2 separate regions of the Gossypium hirsutum genome follow, and region 1 is linked to region 2. A link is a contact called in public Hi-C data. All regions are on one chromosome and are shown on one strand. The core of a region is the stretch at or near the end of the contact, and the rest is flanking DNA. Distances in the headings are between cores, read along the strand shown. Region 1 holds the start of LOC107889672 (ethylene-responsive transcription factor ABR1). Region 2 has its middle 41 kb from the start of LOC121231368.

Region 1 (5,242 bases), core at 1,135-3,634, 250 kb after region 2:
TGGAGAACTAATTTTGAAACAACTTTGTAATTAATTCAATTATATCTTTTAAATTTTTTCCTAATACCAAAATTAAGTTTTCTCTTTCTCTCTTTAATCTTATAAAAATATTTATTACTTAAAAGCAATCATGTGAATCAGGGGTGAGTGTTCGATTGAATCGAGTAAAAAAGTTTTAAGTTATTTGAGTTGACGAGTCATATTTTATCATCCTAACTCAATTTGAACTTTTTTCAAATCAAGTTAAGTTAAATGAAATTTGAGTCTAAGTCGAATTGAGTGAAATTGTTCGAGTTAAATTAAAAAAATTAAACACGTTAAATTAAAATTTTGTTACAATATAACTAATTTCATGCTAGAACATATAAATTTGAAACTATATATATTTGTAAAAAATTTCAAATCAAAATAATAAAAAATAAAATACTTTAGTATGATAAACTTAAACAATTAATTAACTTATTTAGGTCCCAAAATTTATTATTTTAGAAAATTTTTAAAATTTTAACTTCTTTATATATTTTTCATAATTTTTTTAAGTTTTTCATAATTTTTTTAAAAATATAAATCTTAAAAATTTTATAAATATTTTGAATTTTAAAAATTACTTTAAATTTTTCTTTTTCTGTAATTTTTGTTAAGAGTGATTAATTTACTCATTTTTAAAATCGATAGGGACTAAAAGGGTACTTACATCAATTTGTTATTCAAATTATTTGAGATATTTAAATTGAAAAATCCAACTCGACTCGAATAGATTGATCAATTAACTCGAAATTTATTTATTTTTGAATGAAATCGAGTATTACGTGGATTTCAAACAACCCTTACAAACCAATTTGGATTAGGATAAATTCATTACACTAATTATGTGTTAATCATTAATTAATCCCATGGCAACAAGTTGCCAAGTCCCACAGAGTTTTTACATATTTTATGTCGGTATTGAGAAACTCAATTTAAACATGAATTCTTTTGCCTCTGTTTTTATTTATTTATTTATTTATTTATTTATTTATTTATTTATTTTTCTCTTTCCTCTCAAAAAAGCAAACCTCAACCGACTTGGTATGCATTTTTGCCATTAACACTCAATTATAATAAAAAGGAATTGTTCCAGAAAAGGAAGAAAAAAACATGAATAAAGAAAATAGATACAGTAATTTTACTTTTTTTTTATGCTATAAAGGTGGTAATGGTAGGATGAATTTATAGACGTATCCCAAAATTTCCTATATTTTTAATTTTTTGTTAGAAAATTTAGTCTATATATGTTGATGAGTGTGTAAAACAATCCATCCCATGAAATTACACTATTAAATATTTGTTTTGGTGTTCATATATAACTTTAGCACTCATCCTTTGCATATTAATCCACTTTACATATTTATTCAATTTTATCTTTACTTTTTTATTGAAAATAAATTAGAAAATGTTGAAATTAATGAGGCTAATAAGTCAAAAAGGTCTAATAACAAATAATAAAAAATCAATTGATCTTTTAAAATTATTAGAAATCATAAAAAATTATAATTTTTTTATTAAAAATAACAATACTCACCTATTAAAATTTGTTTTTTTTAAAAATTAATTGGGATTAGATTTCAAAAAGTACCATAGATTTTTTTTTTAAAATGTGCCATAAGTTTTTGTACAATCTCAAAAAATTAGAAATTTAGTCTTTGTATAGACTTTAGCTCTTACTGTTCAAATTTCAAAATTCATATCCAATTGTTAACATTATTTTTTTAAATTCAAGTTAATTACAAAATCATTCTTTTAATTACATAGCTACAAAAAAAATGTCATAACAACAAATTTAACAAAAAAAAAGTAACTTAACCGTTAGACTTAAATTTTGAGATCTAAAAAGTAGGACTAAATTTCATGAAATAGAAGTATATAGACTAAATTCCTAATTTTCGAAAGTACAGTGACTTATGACATATTTTAACCTTTTTTTATCTAATGGTTATAAGATTTTTGAAATCTAATCCCAATTTTTTCTTTAAAAAAATTAAAATTTAATGGGTCAATATTGTTAATTTTTATTTAAAAGTTTATAATTTTAAATTTTAAAATTTTTTAACTATCTTTATAAATTTTGTTTATAATTTTTATGATCTTTTAATGATTTTCAAAGAGCTTAATTGATTTCTTTAAAAAGAATTGTTACTAAGACATTTTTTTACCTTTTAACTTTATTAGTTTTAAAAAATTTTAATTTACTTTCAATAAAAGAGTAGGGAAAAAATTTAATAGTATAAATGCTAAGGGTTAAATTTGTTGTTAGACCTTATACAAAAACACTAAAACAAATATTTAATAAAAATACTGTTTTGTTCAGTAATTTAACATATACAAATTAATTTATCTATTTTTATATTAGAAGAACTAAAATGCAATCCATCGGGGATTTTGTGGTGGTTTTATGAAGTGGTAAATTTGAGGAGTAATGTGTGCACTATTTGAATGGCGGCTGAAACTGATCAAAGCTTCAGCACTAGAAAATCCTTGGATCGACATATAATAAAATCCTTTCACCTTAATTGCAATACAAAGGGTCTTCTCTCCTTCAAATTTTGCGGCAAAATCCCCTCTTAGCAGGGTAAGTCTTTATAGAATTATTATTATTATTATTTATTCAGTAAAGCCAAAACCGGAATCCCCATAGATTATATCGGTGTTGATGTGCTTACTCAACAAGGTGGCGCATCAAAGGGGGTCAGGTGAGTACGTCAGGTTTCCTCCGGCTGGAGATGGCGGTACTGAAGAACAACAAGATGGCTACTCCCATCAAATACAATCCCAACAGAACCAACCGATGATGATGCAGCAGCATGGAAACCGAGCACAAGCAACCCAGTTGTCTGGCCTGACGCATGGTGTTTCTGGACAAAGGGCTTCTGCTTACGGTGCTAACTTAGCTGGCATGGCCCCATCTAGTTTTGGCTACAGTGGCTCGGCCTCAGCTGCTTCACCTTCACCTTCTGCTTCCCCTTCTGGTTCTGGTTCCGGTTCCGGTTTCGGCTCTGGTCTCTGGATTGGTCAGAAACGAGGGCGTGAAGAAGAGGTCACTGCTCAATTCATTGAGTCTTTACCAAGGGTTCAAATAAATTTTGCTGGTTTTAGAGGCTCCATTGCTGATTCATCATCTGGTGCAACTATGGGTACTTACTTTTTCCATCCATTTCTTCAACTACTCTTTTTTTGCACACTGATTTTCATTATCTTTTGTCGTTTCCATTTAGTTAAAATATAGGCAATCGTTCCTGTTTTTCTTTCCTTACATTTTCTTACATAGATCATATAACCATAACCTATATATATAATTATACACATGCATACATACATACAGTACATATATTTTACTTTCTTACTATTAGTCTATTACCACTAATTTAATAAAAACCATTTTTAGTTGTCATTCATCACATAACTGTGTGTTCATTACTTTCTTTTTAATAAAACTATAATACAATATTGCATGTCTTCATCAAGTTATATTTGCCTTCAACTTCAAGGGCAAGGGGAAAGGAAGAAAATTTTTTAGGGTTTGGAATTAAATTATAAATTTTAAGATAATAAAAATGTAAGTTTATTATTTTAATAATTTATATATTTATAATTTATAAAGGATTAAATAAATTTTTTTATGATTTTTAATAAAGTTAAAGGTGCAATTTTATTTTATTAATTTAAAATTTTAAAAATTTTAAAAAATCTTAAATGGAAAAAGTTTCATTTTAAGGGCAGACGTCTGCGAACTCCCCTAAGTAAGCCCCTGCTTAACTTGGTGGTATTCAACTTTCAATTAATTAACTCTGGAGATTGGACAAACATTTGTAAACTCAAAGCTGCAATGAAACAGTTGATCAGTATTCAGCATGACCACCACCTTCATTAAGGATTCAACAATCTCTCAATCATCAACCTATATTTAACAATCTCTCAATCCATTATTTTAAATAGTTGCTGAAGAGGCTGCAAGCACTGTTGCACCACCAACTACATCAACAGAAACATCAGCAGCAGCCTATGAAGAAACCGCGGAGCTAAGGAGGAGATATAGAGGCGTTAGGCAAAGGCCGTGGGGAAAATGGGCAGCAGAAATACGTGATCCGCACAAAGCAGCAAGAGTTTGGCTTGGTACGTTTGATACAGCAGAAGCTGCTGCAAGAGCCTATGATGAAGCTGCCTTGAGATTCAGGGGAAACAGGGCCAAGTTAAATTTTCCGGAAAATGTCAGGCTTGTTCCTCAACAAATGCAGAATTTTCCTGGTACCCAAACATCGGTTTCTAGTTCTCTAACAACCCATTTTTCAGCTTCTGATTCTACTTCAATGCCAACATATTACGATTCCCAGCCTCTTCAGAGCTCTACAAATGATATGCTGAGAGACTATTGGCAGTACTCTCAGTTGCTACAGAATTCTGGTGATTTGCATGGACAACAAGCTACAAGCTTGGTAGACCAAATGATTCAATATTCTCAGTTTGCTAATATCCAGCAGCCAATGGTGTCGTCGTCTTTTCCATCTTTGCCGGCTTCTTTTGCGGCTTCTGGGTCATCATCATCATCTTCCTCTGCTTCTTTTCCTCTGCTTTTTGCTGAGCACCAACAAATGAGCATTTTCAGGCAACCCTCTGATCGAACTCCGGCAAGTGAGTCAGATTTTCCGGTGCCGCCGTGGTCTTGTCCTTCATCCTCTGGTTAATAATAGTAATCTCATTTTTTATATATAAATATTTTTGAAAAAATTAGAACATGTTTTCCCTTCTTATTTTATTATATTTTTTTGTTCAACTTATATTTTCGTGTAGTATAAAGTAAATAGGGGATAAAAACACAAGGATCTAGGATTTTATGTAACTTAAAATGTTAGAAGCCGAAGATTCATTAATGATGTACTTCGTTGTTTTCTATTAAAGAAGAAATCTTGTTGTGCTTGATAATTATATCTCGCTTTCCGCCTCCTCGCGTTCTTTAAGAAAAATCCTCTCGACTCTCGAGTAGGCCTTTTACTATTTGTTTGAATGGAGGCCTAAAAACGTTGTTTATGCAGGCAATATGCATCTTAGAGTTGACTTACTCATGTCTATTTCTGGGAAGTTGAAATATGGTGGATTGGTTAAAATTAGAATTGAAGAGATTACGTCTCATGGCGAATATTCATATTCTTCCATCACAACTGATCCTAAGTTCATATCAGAAAAGAGAATGAAGGAAAAATAGGTACGG
Region 2 (5,109 bases), core at 312-2,811:
TTTTCATCTTTCCAATTTTGTCCTTTTCTTTAATTAATTTTCCATGGATGAATTATCATCCTTAACAACTAGGCATTTTTTAATCGTCTAATTACCATATAAGGACCTCAAATTTTGAATTCTATAGCTATTTAATCCTTTTAGTTATTAGAACTGAACTTTTGCACTTTGTACAATTTGGTCCTTTATCAAATTAGACATGTAATTGGTAAAATTTCTTTACGAAATTTTTATACGACATTACTATTGTACTGTAGACCATAAAATAATTTTAAAATAAATGTAATTTCTAGAATCAGATTTGTGGTCCCGAAACCACTGTTCTGATTTTTATCGAAAACGGGCTGTTACACTTTTCCAATTCGACTCAATAATTTTGGATTTCTTTCAATTTAGTCCCTATTGCTCAAAATCAATAATTTATTCCACAAATTAGTTCTTTTCCATTTCTAACTTAAAAATCTATCTATTTAATCCCTAATACTTAAATTATTCAACAATATCAACATCTAAAATCTTGAATAATACTAAAAATTACAATATGGGTTGGGTAGCCCTAGGTATCGGGATTCCAAAAATATAAAAATTATAAGAAAATGACTAAATTGCACTAACCAATTTAGATTTGAACCCTTAGGTCCCTTAGTCGTGCGCCCTTTTCTCTGTTTTCTTTCTTTTCTAATTTGCATGTAACAGAGAATGAAATCTTCTCTTTATTTTGTTATTATTATCATAACTATTATTATTTCTTATTATATAATATACATACATTTTATACTATTTATTTATCATAACATATATATACATATTAGGTTAGCTTAACATATATAATATATATACATGTCATAAACGTTCATTATGACCATCCACTTAAATGAAACAAAGGCATAATTGCTTCTTTAGTACCTTTAATTTATTTCAATTTATAATTTAACTTTTAACTAATATGCGATGTAGTCCATGTACCTTAACGACTCTTAATTTCATGACATTTACTAATCGAAAATTAATTCAATATTAAACTAGCCTCATAAACATTTAATAAAAATATTTACGGGTCTGATTTACGAGTACAAAGTCCCAAAAATATACTTGTCGACACCCCTGACTATCAGGTCGTTATAACCTTGGACGAAATCGTTCCCCCATAGTGTTGTTGCATGGGTCTGTATACCGAGTTTTTCAGGATCATTGTACAAGAGAAGTATTCTCCAGCTATCGGTGAAATGGTGGGGAATGTAATCAAAATTGATTTAATGACATATAAAGGAGCAAGGGGTTAGTTTGCCAAATTTGCAATTTAAATTGACTTAAGGAAGCCGCTCATTTCCAGGATAAGAATCGCTAGTAGGATCCATAGAGTGGAGTATGAATCTTTTCCAATAGTTTTTTTTGGTTGTCCCACATTTGGGCACTTGAAAGGAGATTGTCCTCAATCAAAGATAGTGGAGAATAAGGAGAAAGGATCGAGTGAAGCTGAGGATCCTGTTAGATTGGACCAATATGAAAACACTGGATCAATTCAAGAATGGATTGAAAATGAAAGGTTTGGCAAGTGGATGATTGTGGATTCCCAGAATCGTAGACCAAATAGGAGGACCGATGATGGATAAGAGAGTGGAAAAGGAAACAATCTTTTCGGATCTCAATTTAATATTTTTTCCAAAATAGGTGTCTCACAGGATGATAACAACGAGAATGGTGCAGCTATTTTTAATTTCAGGAAATATAAGGAACAAAGATAATTTACTTGTTAAATTATCAGGTGAGGGTCAAGAAAATCTCTCTGAATCTATTACAAAGATTATGAATGGGAGAAAATTTGATGGGGTAATAAAGGGAAGAATACTAAAGCTAAACGCCATAAAAAAAGGGTTGTGGCTATAAAAGGGTAGGTTGATAAGCAAGCTGTGGGTGGGCCAAGAATGGAGAATCAGGGTGGTGGTATTGAAAGTGGGGTCTGGGCTACCTAAATTTGGTACCAATGGTAACCAAGGAATATTGGATCGAAAATTTCACTCAGTTCATAATTTCAAAGAAAACCAGAATCGAAATTATTTAGTTGGTTTATCTCCTCTTATGGGAAATGAACTAGGCATCAAAAATCTTATTATTCATTCTGCACTCCCTCCTTTTTTGAAGGAAAATAGGAGTATGAGCTCTGAATCTACAGGAGATAGGGAAAATCTTGATGGCCTGGTTGACATGGTTCTTGTTTAACAGGTTATCTAAGGAATGGTGGATCGTTTAGAGGTGGAGGGTAGAGCTGCAGACATGCTAGAGGAGAACACGAAACTGATGGTGTTGGACTAGGCTGTTAATGGACAAATTTTGGGTCGACCATCTGGAGTGGTCCATAAGGGTGAAAGTGATGCGACACTCATAGATGATTCATTTGATGAGTAATAGTGGCTCGAATAATGCTACTGCTAGTTGTCTGGCTTTCTAGCAGGTATGCTCAGTTTGTGAGTTGAAGGATGTTTGATTTAAAGGTCCCAAATTCACTTGGAATAGAGGGAATATATTTGAACGCCTTGATAGAGCCTTACGCAATTCTCGTTGCGAGCTAATATTCCTGAATACTGCTATTTTTCATATGCTAAAAATCAAATCTAATCATCGCCTACTCTCGGTTTCATTTGGAACCAAAATAATAACAAATTCCCTTCGTCCTTTCTAGTTCCTAAGTGGTTGGTTGTCTCATAGCAATTTTAGTTCTATGGTTAATGAGAATTGGAATAGTGAGAGCTCGTTAAAAGATTCGGTTAAAAAGTTTATAGCAGCACTAAGAATGTGGAATAGGGATGTTTTTTGGCACATTTTGAAGAGGAAGAGGAATATAATGCACCAACTTGATGGCATCCAAAGAGTGTTGGAGAGGTTTCTATGTAAAAACCTTCTTAATCTTGAGAAATCTTTACGAGTTGAACTTGAAGGAATTATGGACTTAGAAGAGAGTCTTCTGTGACAAAAAGGTGCGAAGTGATTGGTTGATTTTTGGAGACCGAAACACCAGGTACTTCTATTGTAAGGCTAACTCAAGGAGGCGTTTTAATGAGATCAAAGTTCTAAGATAGTCTGATGGTGAGTAGTGTTATGATGAGGAAGTGTTGAAAGCCGAAACTATTCTTTTCTTTAAAAGGTTGTATATGATAGATGTGTCTAGTATGGGTTGATTTCCTATTCAGAACATGTTCTCCATTCTTGAACTGGGTTTATTGGATTACATTGGGCAAATTCCTTCTCGTCAAGAAGTTCATAATGCTCTCTTTGAGATGGCACCGTTTAAAGTACTAGGGGTAGATGAACTTCATACCCAATTTTATCAGAGCCAATAGAATATTATAGGAGAGTCGCTGGTGTGCATGGTTAAAAGGGTGTTTGAAGTAGGTAATGTTGAATCTTTTCTTAATAAAATGTTGATTGTGCTAATCCCCAAAGTAAGTTCTCTAGAGTCAATCTCTTGGTTCTGACCCATAAGCTCATGTACAGTGCCTTACAAGGTTCTAACAAAGGTAATTGTGAATTGCCTCAAACCTATCATGTCGTATTATATTGTAGCTAATCAAACTATCTTTGTTGGGGGAAAAATATTATGGATAACGTGATTATTACTCAAGAGGATGCTCATTAAATGCAACAAAAAAATGGGAAGAAAAGATGGATGGAAATCAAAATCGACATGGAGAAGGCTTATGATAGATTGAGATGGGAGTTTATTGAGGATACACTTTTAGATGCACAAATTCCTGAGACATTAGTTCATGTCATTATGTAATGTGTCACATATTCTTCCATGAAAATTTTGTGGAATGGGTGCTTCATAGATGAATTTCTCCCTTCAAGGGGTCTAAGGCTAGGGGATCCTATTTCTCCTTATATATTGTGTTAACTATGGAGAAGCTTAGCTAGGCTACTAAGTTGGCTATCACTAAATTTACCTGGAAGCCTATTTGGCTTGAAAGGGGAAGGCCTCTGATATCACATCTTTTTTTGTGGATGATCTAGTGAAGGAAACTGCTGCAGCCATGAAATTTTCCCTTTACCAATTCTGCTTGTTTTCAGCTTACAAAATGCAAAAAAAATAAAAAATTCATTTTTCAGCCAACATTAATAAGCTAGTTAGGGAGATGGTTAGTAAGGAGTTGGGTTTTTAGGAAGTGGATGACTTGGGGATCTATTTTAGAACGCCTTTGTTCCATAAGAGAGTCACTAAGAGTACGTTCAAATTTATTATAGATAAGGTGCAGAGGAGGCCTAACGAGTTTGACGCTAAACTCCTTTCTATGGCTGGTCAAATTACTTTGGCCAAGTCAATATAGTTGGCCACCCTAAGTTACTTTATACAATCAACCATGATTCCTGTAGGTGTCTATGACAAGATTGAACAAATTATTAGGAGCTTTATTTGGGGCTTCATGAGAGATGCCAGGAAAGTGCACTTAGTTAATTGGGAACCATGTTGCCAATCTATGAAGTGCGGGGTCTTGGATTTAGGAGATTGAACCTCCAAAATCACTCTTTTCTTATAAAGGTAAATTTTCAATTTACGACCAATGTGGATGTTTTTTGGGTACGATTGTTAAAGCATAAATATAAGATAATAGACCGATGCCCCAAATCTATTTACCGGTCTTCTTGTTCTTATGTTTGGCGCTCTTGATCAAATATTTGGGAAAAATTTAGGTAGTACATTTCTTGGAGCATAGGAGATGGGAAAGATGTGGATTTGTTTGACAATGTTTGGATCCTTGAATTGAGAGCGACTCGAAATCATATGTTAGCCAACTCAAATAGAGCAGAACAAATCAAGGTAGTTGATATGGTTAAAACAGATGGTCAGTGGAACTGGTCATCATTTCAGTGATATATTGGTAAAAATGTCTTGGACTATATAGCAGTGTGCCTTCCCCCTTGTGAAATGGTTGGGAGAGGCATTTTTCTATGGCAATCTCATAGAGCTAGAAAGTTCTCTGTCAAAGTGGCGTACAACAGTTTAGTACATAGGGATGACTAGGCAGGGGACAATGTTTGGAGTGGAACTTGGATGACTAATCTACCACGAAGAATAATTTTTTTTTCTAGCTAGTTGTACGCCAGAAACTATTA

Evidence for each region. Hi-C and Micro-C count contacts between places; a contact is called where the count stands out from the background.
Region 1: a contact with region 2 is called in a Hi-C map of hypocotyl, with 2.2 times the contacts expected there. The contact joins the promoter of LOC107889672 here to the enhancer-like site in region 2. A contact is called at or near these places in 6 of 34 Hi-C or Micro-C datasets (callus, hypocotyl, leaf and 1 more).

What each region holds. Positions count from the first base shown.
Region 1 is chrA06:54,940,869-54,946,110 of Gossypium_hirsutum_v2.1, forward strand. LOC107889672 (ethylene-responsive transcription factor ABR1) reads left to right here and starts at 2,385. Exons shown (of 2, transcript XM_016814194.2): 1 at 2,385-3,170; 2 at 3,973-4,959. The coding sequence starts at 2,690. The coding sequence ends at 4,718.
Region 2 is chrA06:54,689,855-54,694,963 of Gossypium_hirsutum_v2.1, forward strand. No RefSeq gene overlaps it. Among protein-coding and RNA genes, the nearest start is that of LOC121231368, 41 kb to the right of the region's middle. Within about 2 kb of position 1,562, at least 6 of the 9 cell types and tissues checked have an H3K27ac peak or open chromatin away from gene starts, as enhancers often do.